Regions from separate parts of the Drosophila melanogaster genome. Here region 1 is linked to region 2. A link is a contact called in public HiChIP or PLAC-seq data. All regions are on one chromosome and are shown on one strand. The core of a region is the stretch at or near the end of the contact, and the rest is flanking DNA. Distances in the headings are between cores, read along the strand shown. Region 1 holds the start of CG3655. Region 2 holds the start of CG14634.

Region 1 (6,705 bases), core at 1,809-4,308, 270 kb after region 2:
TCGGTCCCTGCCAATTTTAGATTGATGTCTTTGTAAGGGCAAAAAACATGTCGAATGATTTTTTGGATTTCTTCTTTGATATCCAATATGCGTAGTTAACGGTGGCGGCAGCTGTTGTTAATGAGCTCCACTGTACCCCCCATTTGATTCAAATATCTCGCATTTCAGCGGCAGAGGTTCGTGACTTTTTTGGACGTCGAATGGAGGGCTCCATGTCATATCCGCATAATTAATTTGCATTTGGGCTACAATTTCGCAGATCCGCGTAATTTGAGGCGACTCACTTGCAACATCTATGAAAAGAATGGACTGAGTGATTGGAAAGCACAGAGAAATTGGGCTAGCACACTCATTCAATTTGGCTCGAATAATAACTAGCATATTAAATGTTTGCCATTACTTGGCAAAATATTTCTTGTGCCTTCCACATCACATAATGGATGGTGTTGGATTTTAAACAATGACATTGCGTAAGTAAATACTGCATCACATGAAACGGACAATATTCGTGTTACTGTTTATATAAGTATTAATACATTCTGATTCCATAACTTCCCCATTTGAAATGATTTGACCAAGCACAGATAATGATGACAACCCTGTCATCGGTCATCGGGAAAAAAAAGAAATGAAACGAAACATAACAAAACGAATGGTTAAGCCAAAGAGCAAATATTGTTCAAAACGAGAAAAAAACCCATTGGATGAAAGAGCGGGAAGGAGGAAAATGTTTATGGAGGTGGGATGGATATCATCAACCTGAGAGGTGTCCAACCAGAGTTCTAATCAAAATATCGAACGCTGGTTGCGAAATGCGAAAATGGGAAAAAACTGAAGTCGATGAAGATGGCATAGTGAAAGGACGCCCAAAAGCAAAACGAAACGAAACAAAGCAGAGCTGAGCCACAAAAAAAAGTAGCAACTAAATTTGTGGAACCGTTATTATCATGTCGTGTTCGCCCCATCTCCCTCTCCACCTCTTGCTATCTCTCTTGCACTGTATCTGCCTCTGTCTTTTGACCAGGTCGATTATGAAAGATTCATTTTGCATTAGTGATTGTGCTTTTTGGTGCGGTGTTTAGCTATTTGTTTGTATTAAAAACCATCGTTTTACCATTTTGTAGCTTTTACACATTTTTTCTTTTTTGGTCTTTCCTGTTCGGCGATTCGATTCGTTTGCATTAATCCAATTTGTTGTTGCTGCCGGCGAGTTGTTGTTATTCAGTGAGTGAGAAGGTGTTTATGTGTGTGCCTAAGTGCGGGTGCTAATTCAATTAACGGCATTAAACGAGGCAGCTCACTAATATCGATATTTCAGCATAATTGTCTATCGAACTAATTTTATTGAATCGAGTAAAACTCGTGACAAATACATTTTACTTTTAATACACCAAATAAAAGAATTTGTCTATTGATTAAAGAGCAAAAATATTCCTTATTAATCGTCTGCGACCTACGAGGAACTTTCGTGGGAGTAAGCCAAAATATAGTTAAATACGAAATAAACAAGCTTGAGGAGGTATTTACATATTTCCCCAAAAAATTAGTGTCTCGTGTTAAGTGCTCATGTTCCCCCGGCAAGCGGAAAGAATAAAATATAATAAAATAGTAGTTGGTACAGTCTTAAATAAAGAAAAATAAAACCGAGCAGAATCGAGAGCGAAAGGCAGCTTTCCTGCCGTTGCTCGACCGAGCAAAGTGCAATGCCAACCGCATTTTTATTTATTTTTCATGGCGCCCAGCATATTTACATACATACCTAGAAAGATATGCGCATGGCCCCCGTTCATTTTCCTCCTTCTCCGCCTCGTTCATCGTTCTTTTCTTTATAGCTCATTATGTCAGTCTGAATGGTCGGTCACCAACTATTGGAAATGACTTTTTGCGCCCCTTCCCAAACGCTTTTTCCTCAAATCGCCAACAAATGGATCAGTGGAGCACCATGGGAAAAGTAGAAAACTGAACTGAGGATGACAATTAACTATTTCTATGTTCTGCAACTTTCGATTTTACTTTTGAAAAGGAAAGAACGGACAAGAGAGAGAGCAAGTGTGAAATGCGATCAGAAGTGGAATTAGTAGAGGCGTGCAAGGCCCGTGTACTACATTTCTAGCCCTCCTCTTTCTTGGGTGTAATTTCAAATGAATTAATAACAATTTTACAAGGAATCGATACGATTCTCTTTCGCATTTCCTTTTTTACACTGTGTGCAATAACAAAAGGGTTCCTTTCTCTCGTAAAACATAAAAAGCATTCAACAATTGGAAAACGGCTGCGCCTGCGCCATCTCGCTCGCACCCACGCAAACGGAAGGCCAAAGAGAGAACATTTCACTTATTTGACTTACCTCCTCCTTCTCCTTTGACCACTTTCCAGAGAGCCAGAGAACAGCTGCCTGGTCGATCCTCCTCTCTTCTGGTGCGTGTGCGCAACAACAAGAAGATATGGAATACTGGAAGCCTGTGCTGCTGCTTCTTCCTTTTCTTCTCTTTTGATGCTGCTCTTTAGTTGTTGTTTCTGCTGGGAATCCGGTTTTTTTTTCAATTTCTTTCAACTTGCTATTTATTATTTCTTCTTTCTTATTCGCCTCTCCTCTCTTTCTCTAGTTGTTGTATTTTCCAAAATTCAAACAGCACACATCCATCCACTCGAAAAAAATGTATTGACTTCGGTATTACAACAAAAAGCGGCACTTAAATTATTCCCTTCTGGGTTTCTTCTCGTATCAAACGATTGATCGTCGAGATAAAAAATGATTATAAACATTCACCAACACACGAGCGCGCTCGAAAGAGAGAGCGATAATAAGCACGTGAAAACGGAGCCTCCTTTTGCTAGCTTCTATCCTTCTATCCTCTTTGTCCTTGGGGCGAGCCACTAGTTTCAAAACTCCTGCATTTTCGCGGTCATCAAATATTCCGGCGGGTACAATCACCACAAATCGAGAATCAAATACTGGCAAATGGTCAGCACAATCGCAAGTCCCGAATCGTAAATCGCAAATTTCAGCCACGGAGCGACGCACAACCGCGCGCATTAAAAAATTTTGTCGACTGAAGCCAGACGTGTTTTTCGTTGTGACGGCACCGGTTTTCTGCCGCTGCAGTCGAACATCGAACGCGTTCGAACTTGGCAACATGTTCGAAGTCGTGTGTTTGCCGACTTTTGCTGGGCAAGCAACCCGATGGTGTTGTCCAATCGAACACCTTGGCGCTAGGAAATAATCATATCGAGAGAAAAATCGAGTTTATACTTTGTCTATATATTTTTGTAACAAAAGAGATTTTGCTGCCAGATGAACCGCTTTGTATAAAATAAGCAGCCATATCATCTGTAATCCGTATCATCTGTAGTTTGCAGAGCAACCAGTGTTATGACAGCTTGAAAAGCGACAGATAGCCAGGAGTTCGATAGCCGTCGTGCCATCACTCTGCTCCAAGCGCCTTGTTGTTGCTCGTCGCAACGGCAGACGCGTGCGCAGGCGTAGCGGCCGGTTTCAAGCGCAACAGTTTGGTTAGTGCGGAGTGGTCGGGAGTCGCGAGGCGACGAACATGTTCGCTGCTCTGGGAATCTATGTATGTTAAGTTAACATTTGATTTTGGCCACAGCTATTAATTATTGGCCAAGGCACAATGCAACAAATCGAAAACAAATAGTTCGATATATGAACATGCCTATAATGGATATGACTTCAGAATGGGGGTGCGAGCGGGATGGCGCTAGCTTCGAGTGCGTAGCGAGAATTTTAATTAGTTTGATCATTTTTTTTTTTAAGCAAAAGTATTTTTCATTTGATGTTCATTCTCGATCCAAGTGAACGCAATGATTAAATTACACCGTAATCACCAAACCGATGCGTCAATATACACGATATATAGTGTTTCTACAACTTTGAGGGTATATAATATGCGGATTGAATATTCTCTCCTTCTCTTCGCCTTTTGCACTTGACTTTGAAACACTACGCGTACTGGTTTCCATAAATGTTGTGTAATTAAGCGCGCATTGCATCCCAATTGGCTGTTAAATTTGAATGCGGCTGAAACGAGACTACAACACTGTTCGCCGACCTTCGAGGGGAGGCCCCAGCACCAACTGCTGCCCCCCAAGGTCAAGGTCAACCTGGCCAACCGCCAATAGCTTCGTTTTGCGTATGGAGTTCTTTGTTGCGTTTTTGTTTGACCTGCTCTTCACTTGAGCAGCCTCAAGTGTGTAAAGCAAAAGTGCGCAATGTCGAGCATCAACGTTTTGGAAGCAAGTTTCGATATATGCTTGAACGTATGTACATATGTACCATCTATACTCTATATTTGCCAATCGCTTGTTAGCCACTAAATGTTTTGCTCGCCAACTTTCGTTTCACTTTAATTCACTTTCCCGATCAGTCATCAGATCCAAAGAACATATTTCAACATATTAATGTTGATTTCCCTCTCGCATGTCCCACGTTAAGTGGAGCCCAAAATGTCAATAATATTTGCCAGTTAGTCACTGGATGAGCGCCAAAGCCTCAGGCAAGTGAGCCCTACACAGCCTGGGTCCTTTGCTTTTGGCCAGGTGAAAATTTAGAAAGATCATTATGCCGGCAATTACCTTTATGAGGATGTCGCTTTTTCGCTCTCGCTCTCGCTCTCGCTCTCGCTTTCCTATTAATCCTTATCTGCACTTTGCAAGCCCTTCATTGACAGTTATAATTACTTTAATGATGATTTCAGCTTCAGTTGACTTGCGGTGGAAAATGAGGGGAAACGTGGGCAAAATCGCGTGGAAATTCGAGGGGCGAAATGGGAATGGGTGCTGCAGTGTCTTTGTTTGTGAGCGCTTAAAATGCAATTATGCATTTCGGATCGAAAAGTGGCAGCAGGACTTTCGTTGGCTGGCTGAAAAATAAATTAAATTGCAATGCGCTGGCAAATCGAATTAAACAGTGTAAAAAGAACAACAAGTGCCACGCAAACATGCAAAACAAAAACAAAAGCAAAAATGCGGAAAACAAAAGGACATTGCTGGAACACCAAGCTTTTCCCCGGTGGCAGAGCCATCCAATTGAATATATTAATGCAAATTAACCCATTAATGTCTGCCAATTTCAGGCAGCAAAGGGGACTTAATCTGAAAAGAGCTGGAAGAAGCAAACTGACCATTATCCCAAGGGAACTCGGGGCTGAGAAAATTAAAGCTGTTCCGCACATCGCATGTAGTTGTATTTTATTTCGGGCAGCCAATTCAATTGCAGTAAATAAAAGCCTGGTGTTTAACTCGGAATCCTTTTACTCAAGTATCACTTTGGTTTTTTCCTAGAATTTTCCAGCTCTCTCTCTCTCTCTCTCATCCTGCTGTAATTGCCCAGCCCGGGAATGGCTGTGGAAAAGGAATGCGTCTCTACGCGAAATCCCTTGGCACGATGCCTACAATTATTCAATTAAAAAAATGTCACCCACTGTTGTGCCGCCCACAACTTTTGGCCAAGCAAATTTAGAGGGGTTACGAATGGGCGTGGCTGACAACAATGTTGGCAGCTGCATGGAAAACTTGGGAAACTTTTTAAGTGACTTCTAATAGCGAATTATAATGCAGCCAGCGGAGAGGATAAGACAAGGGTTAAGGAAAATGGTCCGAGAAGGCGGCCGCTTTTCAATGCACGGCAATGGGCGGCATAAGTGGGCGTGGAAATAGAGGAGCTGCGAAAAGTTCAGGTCTAAAACTTGACAACGACAACTTCATTGAGGAGTGGCAAGGCAAGTGCGGGTGGAAAATAAGTGGCAAAGTCGGGGGATGTGGAAACCGCACACATGTCGCAGCGATAGACCGAGCTGGAAGATGCACTAGCCTAAGACCGGAAGTGTGGGAGAAATTTTAACAAAGTTAGTTAGTTTCTTCCTTCCTGGCTGACTTGCTGCTCTGCTCGACTCTCAGATACACTAAATTCATATATCACGACGACTTCAAGGTATCTTATTGCATTTTGTTCGCAAAACAGCCCCAATGATCGTCAATCTATCAGATATTATTATATTACATAAGACAGCTTTAGTTGCCTACTTCTGTCGTTGAGGAATGATTAAAATTCTAAATTTTGCACGACTTTCTGTTAGTGGATGTGTGATGGCTCTCCCTGGCAATATCGTCTTCATTTTACCCCAAAATCTACGCTTCCCCGATTTCGGAGACCGCAAAAAGTTGCTCGTTTTAATGAATTATGCGTACATTGATAATAATTTCCTGGTTAGCATCTGAGTCAAGTGCCATCCTCCGTCTCTGTTCGCCCAGTTATGGCCTTTTTGGCAATAACCAGGAGAGCAACACGACCCCGCCCACTTTCCACTTTCCACCTTTCCTTTCCAACCCACCTGAAAAGCTTGAGGGGCGTAGAAGCGTGTTGCTGTCTGCACTAATATAAAAGTTTCGTGCACTTTTAATAAGGCTGCGTTTATGATGACAGCGCTAAAAACAACAAAAACTAAGAAAATGCAAGGATGCTGCGAGGAACGGGCGGGAAATTCCATGGCAATGTGGGCGGAAGTGGGTGATGGAATTCCGCTTTTCTTGCATGAACTGCATATGACGACAGTGTCAAAAAGTCGACGGCGAGGCGAAAAACTTTTTTGGCAGTACGGAAAACAGTGTGGGGGGGGGGGGAGGGTGTTGTTAAAAGAAGGACAAATAAAATGAATCCGAAAGTGGCTAATAGCAAGAAGAAAGCAA
Region 2 (6,167 bases), core at 3,032-5,531:
TTAGTTAAATGCAAGATTTAGTAAATCTTGTATTCTTTTTTGCGGCTTTAATCATTCATTGGAAGAATGCAGCAAGCTGATTCGTAGAACTTCACTGGCCTATCTTACTATCATTTGAACACCATATCCTCAGACCTATTTCTACTTCATCCCTAGATTTCCCCTATCCCCTCGGTGTTGTCATTCTTCCGCCTCGATTGTTTTGCTTTAGACCTCGGAGTCCTTACTGTTGTGTAGCTAAATTAGCTAAATTGCTTATGGCAAACTCACGTAGCGAATGCTGTCATGACCCCACCACCCACCACCCACCGCCCACTGCCCACAAACGGGCAAAAGTGAAGAGGGTTGGTGGGTGTGCGTGGAGTGAACTCCATTTCAGCTTCTGCTTCGGTTGAGGCTGCGTCTTTCATGGGTATATTGGATTTTTAGCTGGCTTTTGTAATTGTTAATCACAGAAAGTTTAACATCCCCCGCCCAGCATCTGCTGTTTTGTTTTTAGCACCAGCGTTGTTCCAAATGCCGCTGTGCGATTTTTGTTTTCATGGTCGATTTGGTTGTGGCTTCTCACGGCGATGAGTTGGGTAGCAAATAACTTGCACTGCTTTTGCCACACCGCCCCCCCATCATCATCGTTCCGGCGCCCCAACTGCTTTTTGCGTACGTGCAGGTGAACGCATAATTAGGGAAATTCCTTTGTTGTTCGGATTGGGGGCTGCGAAATCCGACGGGAATGGGCGACCACGCTCACTGGAGATAAATCGCCGTCTGTGAACTCCAAATCGTATTAAAATATCCTAGCCTAAAGATTTTTTTTTTCGCAGTGCATGGATAAACAAGTTTTCGCCGAGCGAGTCTAAGTCTTGCAGCGAAAAACCTCATTTGTTTACACTCCCATTGAATCAAAGCGAACATTTAATACCGACGAAAGCCCTGTTTCCAATCAACAGAATCCAATACCATTCGTCTCACATTTCCGAGGACTGGCGGACCAACGTACCAAAAAGATCCCCAGGACCCACCTGAAACACAAAATGGCAGAATAGCAGACGAGTAAAGGCAGGAAAATCAATGTGTATCTTTGTGGGCTGCTGAAACGGTTAACAAGTCGTATGAGTAATTTTACGAGGGCCGAAAAGAAACTTTTTATGCCGAGCCCCAAAGATATCCTCCAAATACCAAATGTGCGCCGCACACACAGCATTTTTATTTGCGCACGCATAAAATGCCATTTCTAATTTACGATCTTCGATGGGATGGGACGGGTCGGGACTTTCCCGGGCTGTTTATGATGAATTTTCGTTATTTTCGTTATTTTCTTTTGCTTTATTGTTATGGTTCTTTGTTTGCTGTGTTGCTGATTGCAGTCCCGCACCCCACTCAATCCACTTTCGATTTGCACTGCACACCAAAAATTATGCAATAAAAGCCAAGGGAGAAGGAGCCGGAAAAGCCATAGAAAAGAAAGCCACGAAAGATTTCCCTCTAATTAGATGAACATAAAAGCACCAGATGTAGATTCGTTGCTTGGAAAGCAGGAACAAAATTAATGACGTGGAAATTGGGCAAACACGCATCGAATGTCTGTTCGCTCATACTCGCATTGTTTTTTGTTTTTGCGTGTATTCACGGATACTTAATTCGTTTTCCTTGGTTTAATTGGATAGCTTTTGATGTCTGTGAAAATGTTTTGATGCCAACGGAAGAAGGAACTAGCATAACTTCTGCACTGACAGTAGAATACAATATAATTTAACGGTGAAGAAAACATTTACACCAAATCATTATTTAATTTTTCTGCCACCTACACTCCACCTAATTCTCTGCGCGCAAACAGTTCGCAAAATGTCTGTTTGCATTTCGTTAAATCAATTTAATGAACCCAAAACACAGAATTTTTCACGCTTCAATATGCCGAAAATTTGTCAATTGAGCCCACCCTCGATCTCCTCACTCTCCGCCTCCACCAATCCCATCTAAATTTCAAGCAGCATATTTTTAAGGGAGAACGTGGTCACTGGAGGGGGGGGGATGAATGGGGCTGTGCGCATGCTGCATACATAAATCAATTTCAATTAACGTTAATTAAATACGCATCAAGTGGGCATGACCACAAAGCAAAATACAGGGGCGGCTGCCAAAAAGGGGGTGAATTCTTGTTGTCAGGGTGCTTACCAGAAAAAAAAGGGGCGGGGGGGGGGGGGGTAAGGCTGGTGGGTGGTAAGTGGGTAGCAGGCCGGACAAAAAAGGAGATTGAAGCGCCGAGTGAGAATTGCAGATTGGCATAGAAACCGAAAAGCCCCGCAAAGTATGCTCTGCAAATTGAAAATGAAAATGGAACACCGTGAGTGGGCAGGGGTGGCTATCTGTCTATGTGGATATCTGGCCGGTATCCACCCACCACCCACTTTTGCACGCGTCTATTTTGTGGTTATGCGCTTGGCTTGTCACGAACCATGAAACCAGAGCCAACTACATGCGAAACATGCAAAAAATTTGGCAACAAAAAAAAAGCGGGTCCAAAGGAGATTATGGAACTAGCAGATACCCTATTCATAACCAATAGCTTGTGTAGCAAAGATTTAACCGGGTCCTGCTTTCTTCGCTATAACAAATTTATAGCGAAGTTTTAAGCTGGGCAAACTCTTTCCGAGCTTCCGGAAAAGATCACGTTTTTTCGTTCATCTCAAGTCGGAACAAGTCCCATCTCCATAAGCACCCCAAACACACACACACACATGCGCAGATAAACGAACACTGCAAATGGGAACTTCGAAATATACAGTTCTGAAACCGCAATGATGGGGTTGACCATGTGAGAAGGACGAGCCCCAATGCACAGTCCTAGAAATCCAGGGCCATGGGAACGAAACTCCCACCAGAACAGACACATCACTTTTAGAATTACACGAGTAACAATGCCAGTCAGTTCACCCCAACCCCCCCCCCCCCTTCCGTACGTTTTTCTGGTTTATTTTCCCCTTTTAGCCTTACTCTGCGTTTTTCCGTTATGGGCCTGCAAATGACATTGATATTTTTCCAGTTTGCCATATTCGCGAATTCGGGGAAATGCGGAAAAGTGAGTAGAGTAAACATTTAGATTGAAAAGGCTGTACTCTTGATATTAGAGATTCGCAACTTTTTTCACGGGATTTTGTGTACATTAAATTTATTTGGCTTAAGTCAAGAGAAACATGTGTATCGCTTCACTTAGAATGAAGTGAATTAAACAGGAAATCCGCTGTGACTTGTGTGACATCATGGCAACTGCTTTCCCTTTCGGCACTTTCACCAATTTCACCAATTACCCCGCATCCTGTGGGTTGTTATCGCCGTACAAATACTTTGCCCACGTAAATCATTCATAAAAGTATAAATGTAAAGCAAAGTAAAGGGGATGGGGTTGTTCTTTTCGGCTTTTGTATTCAGTTTCAACTTTCGTATAATTACAAAACTCATTAGTGCAGAAACTTTTTGGTCGTCGACCCTTGGAAAGTATGCACTGCTAATTGAAATTGAAGTTGTTAGAGACGGAGGACGCTGGTCGCAGCATTTTTGCCAAGTCGGATAAGCAAACAGACCCCAGCAGACCATAGAAAACTCACCCTCTCATCTGAGGAGCTGGCCATATAGAAGGTTCTCTGGACTTCTGGAGACCGTAGAACATGCTGTTGGTCTTTTAGCCCAAGCGCAGTGCCTTGAGGATCAGCGAATTTTTTTTCTAAATGCAGACCGTGGAGTGTCCCATTGCGGGGTCTCCGCTTGCCACCTCCCTTCGCAGAAGTTCAGCATCCGTTCAAATGAACACCTTCAGCCGAAGCAGGTGCTGGATGGCTTATGGCATTGCGCTGGCATTGGCATCGAAGATCTCCTCGCTACACGTCCATCTCGTCTTTCACAGCCACCATCATCGGCTTTGATGTGAGTGTCGCATGGCTCACTCTTTAAATTCAATACGAAACTGGTGTGAAACCCGCGCTCTGCGCCTGATTTGCATTCGCAAATTGGTAATACAATAGGTAGTCGTCGGCTGCCGTTTTTCCCTCCCCTCCAACCGCCGAAACCCGATAGTCCTGATAGCGTGCACTATATACTGATTGGAGTGCGGGGCATTTGTGAAATTAACATAAGTGACACCATTTTGCATAATGGGAGTCTCCGAAAACAATTGTTGGGGGGCACCAGTCTAGTCCGATTCCGGGGAACACAACTGTACCCACAACAAACCCGCCGGCTATAAAAGCAGACAGCTCTGGGTTGCACTGCCTCAGTGGGAAGCTCTCCTTTCAGCTAAAAGCTGCGGGCGGCACAACATAAATAAAAGGGCCCTAACAGGTGGGAACTAAACCATCAGGTGATGGGTAACTTGACTTTGGCCTGGAAATTCTTTTATTGACTGCTGACGAAATCAGCCTGGCACATTCCCCCATCTTCGGCACTTCTACTTATTATTTCTAGCCACAGAAATATGTGCTTTCTCTTCCCACTTGGCTGCTGCGGCTGCTCCTCATCGAAGCCTTGCCAAAAGAATGGAAAGCAGCGGCAAGTGCAGCACCAGCCGGACGTCCTGGGGAACGTGATATCCACGGAGCCAGGCTACTTCAACCAGGTGACCATCAGCCAGCCATCGCTACCCAGCATGAGCCCCAGTTCAGTGTCACTGCCCCACCGAATAGTCACGTCTAGCACCTTGAGCTCCTGGGACGGCGAAGTCTGGTGGCCCAAAAGGGACTCCATCGAGGATTACTAATCCATAGTATCTTAGCAGAATTGATTAGCGTATCGCTGCACTACATAAATGTACGACTTACAAAGATGTTTGTCAAAAACTCTTATATTTAATGAAACTACCGACTCTGTTTTTAGTTCTCACAAAGAGTGTACCTATTATTTCTTTTCTCTGGCCACAAAAACCAAAAGCACAAGAAGACAATTCTTTTTCGCCTCCGCGAGTCGCACGTAGCCCCTGTTGGAGTATGCATTTTTAAAATGAAATTACTCCACGTTTTGCGGGAGACAGAGGTAAAGGATTCTTGTGGTTAAGACTGTGTAATAAAAATTTGATTAGCTGCTTGTTTAACTTTAATTAAGTTGATTTCGCACACACACTGAACATAGGAAAGTTAATCAAATATTTAGCAGGACCTCTTTGCCGTTTTCCCGTACGAGTGCCGCAGGGTTAAATTCTGTTTGGGCTGGGCGTATATTAACATTTTGGCTAAGCAAACTGGCGCAAGCAAACAAACAAATGCCAGAATATTCATGATGATCATTAACACACAGGACGCACAGGACACACAGCAGAAGAGAGCTAGCTTCCAGGATATGCAGTCCAGGAGCAGCCTGTGACGCCTGCGAACAAATTTGCACAGCCTTCGGGCGGGAGTTTAAGGACCCGAATACGTCTGCAGGCTCCACATTATGTCCTTGGCAAAGTGCTTCAACCTAAGCCATTAGGGGTAACTTTGCCAAGATGTCATTAAAATAAAAATCGAGAGCGTGTTAAATGATTTACAAAAAGGGCGGTGGAGCGAATGGGGAAAAACAATTTCGTGGCTCTTCCAGTTCATGTCGGTGGTTTAGACTCTTGGCTGCTCCACACCACAAGCCATTTTTGTATTTTATGCTTTTTATGACTTTTCAATAAGTTTTCCCCCAAGACGAGCGGGAAAACTTTTCTTCTCGACCCATTAAAGAAGGCATGTTTAGTATCGATAAGTTGCAGTGTGAAGGAGAGCATGTGCTAGAGCTTGTAGGAATTCAAGTTAATGCAAAACAATTTCCATAATAAGATAACCCCAACGCAGTTTTGCAGTTTTACAAATGCATCTACAATCCTGTTCCATTTGCACAAAAGCGTGAGCTCGTTTACAGTTTTCAGAAATTGAAACAGAAGAACTGCTCAAATGCACGAGAAATGGCATTCGACTCTTTAAGTTATTGCCTTCTTTCAATTAAGACATTCTCGACAGAGATATTGAGATTCGGTCCGTTCGGTGCGGATTGAGCTCAGTTTTCGAGTAATTCCGGGAGATCTGGGATTGGATTCGTTTCCAGCTAATCGTTGGCCATTAGACGCCAATGACACTTTTATGCCACTTTAATAAACTTCACAAGCTAACAAGCTTATGAAAGGGGGAAGCGACACTTTTGTACGGCAAAAGTTTTCG

The links. HiChIP or PLAC-seq counts read pairs in DNA pulled down with a chosen protein or histone mark.
Region 1: a contact with region 2 is called in a Psq HiChIP or PLAC-seq map of the Kc167 cell line, with 5 times the contacts expected there. The contact joins the promoter of CG3655 here to the promoter of CG14634 in region 2.

The regions. Positions count from the first base shown.
Region 1 is chrX:1,131,838-1,138,542 of dm6, forward strand. CG3655 reads right to left here and starts at 3,059. Exons shown (of 5, transcript NM_001103392.2): 1 at 2,348-3,059.
Region 2 is chrX:858,327-864,493 of dm6, forward strand. CG14634 reads left to right here and starts at 4,282. Exons shown (of 2, transcript NM_001042790.2): 1 at 4,282-4,332; 2 at 4,410-4,874. The coding sequence starts at 4,466. The coding sequence ends at 4,747. All of the region lies in intron 3 of CG43867, which reads right to left.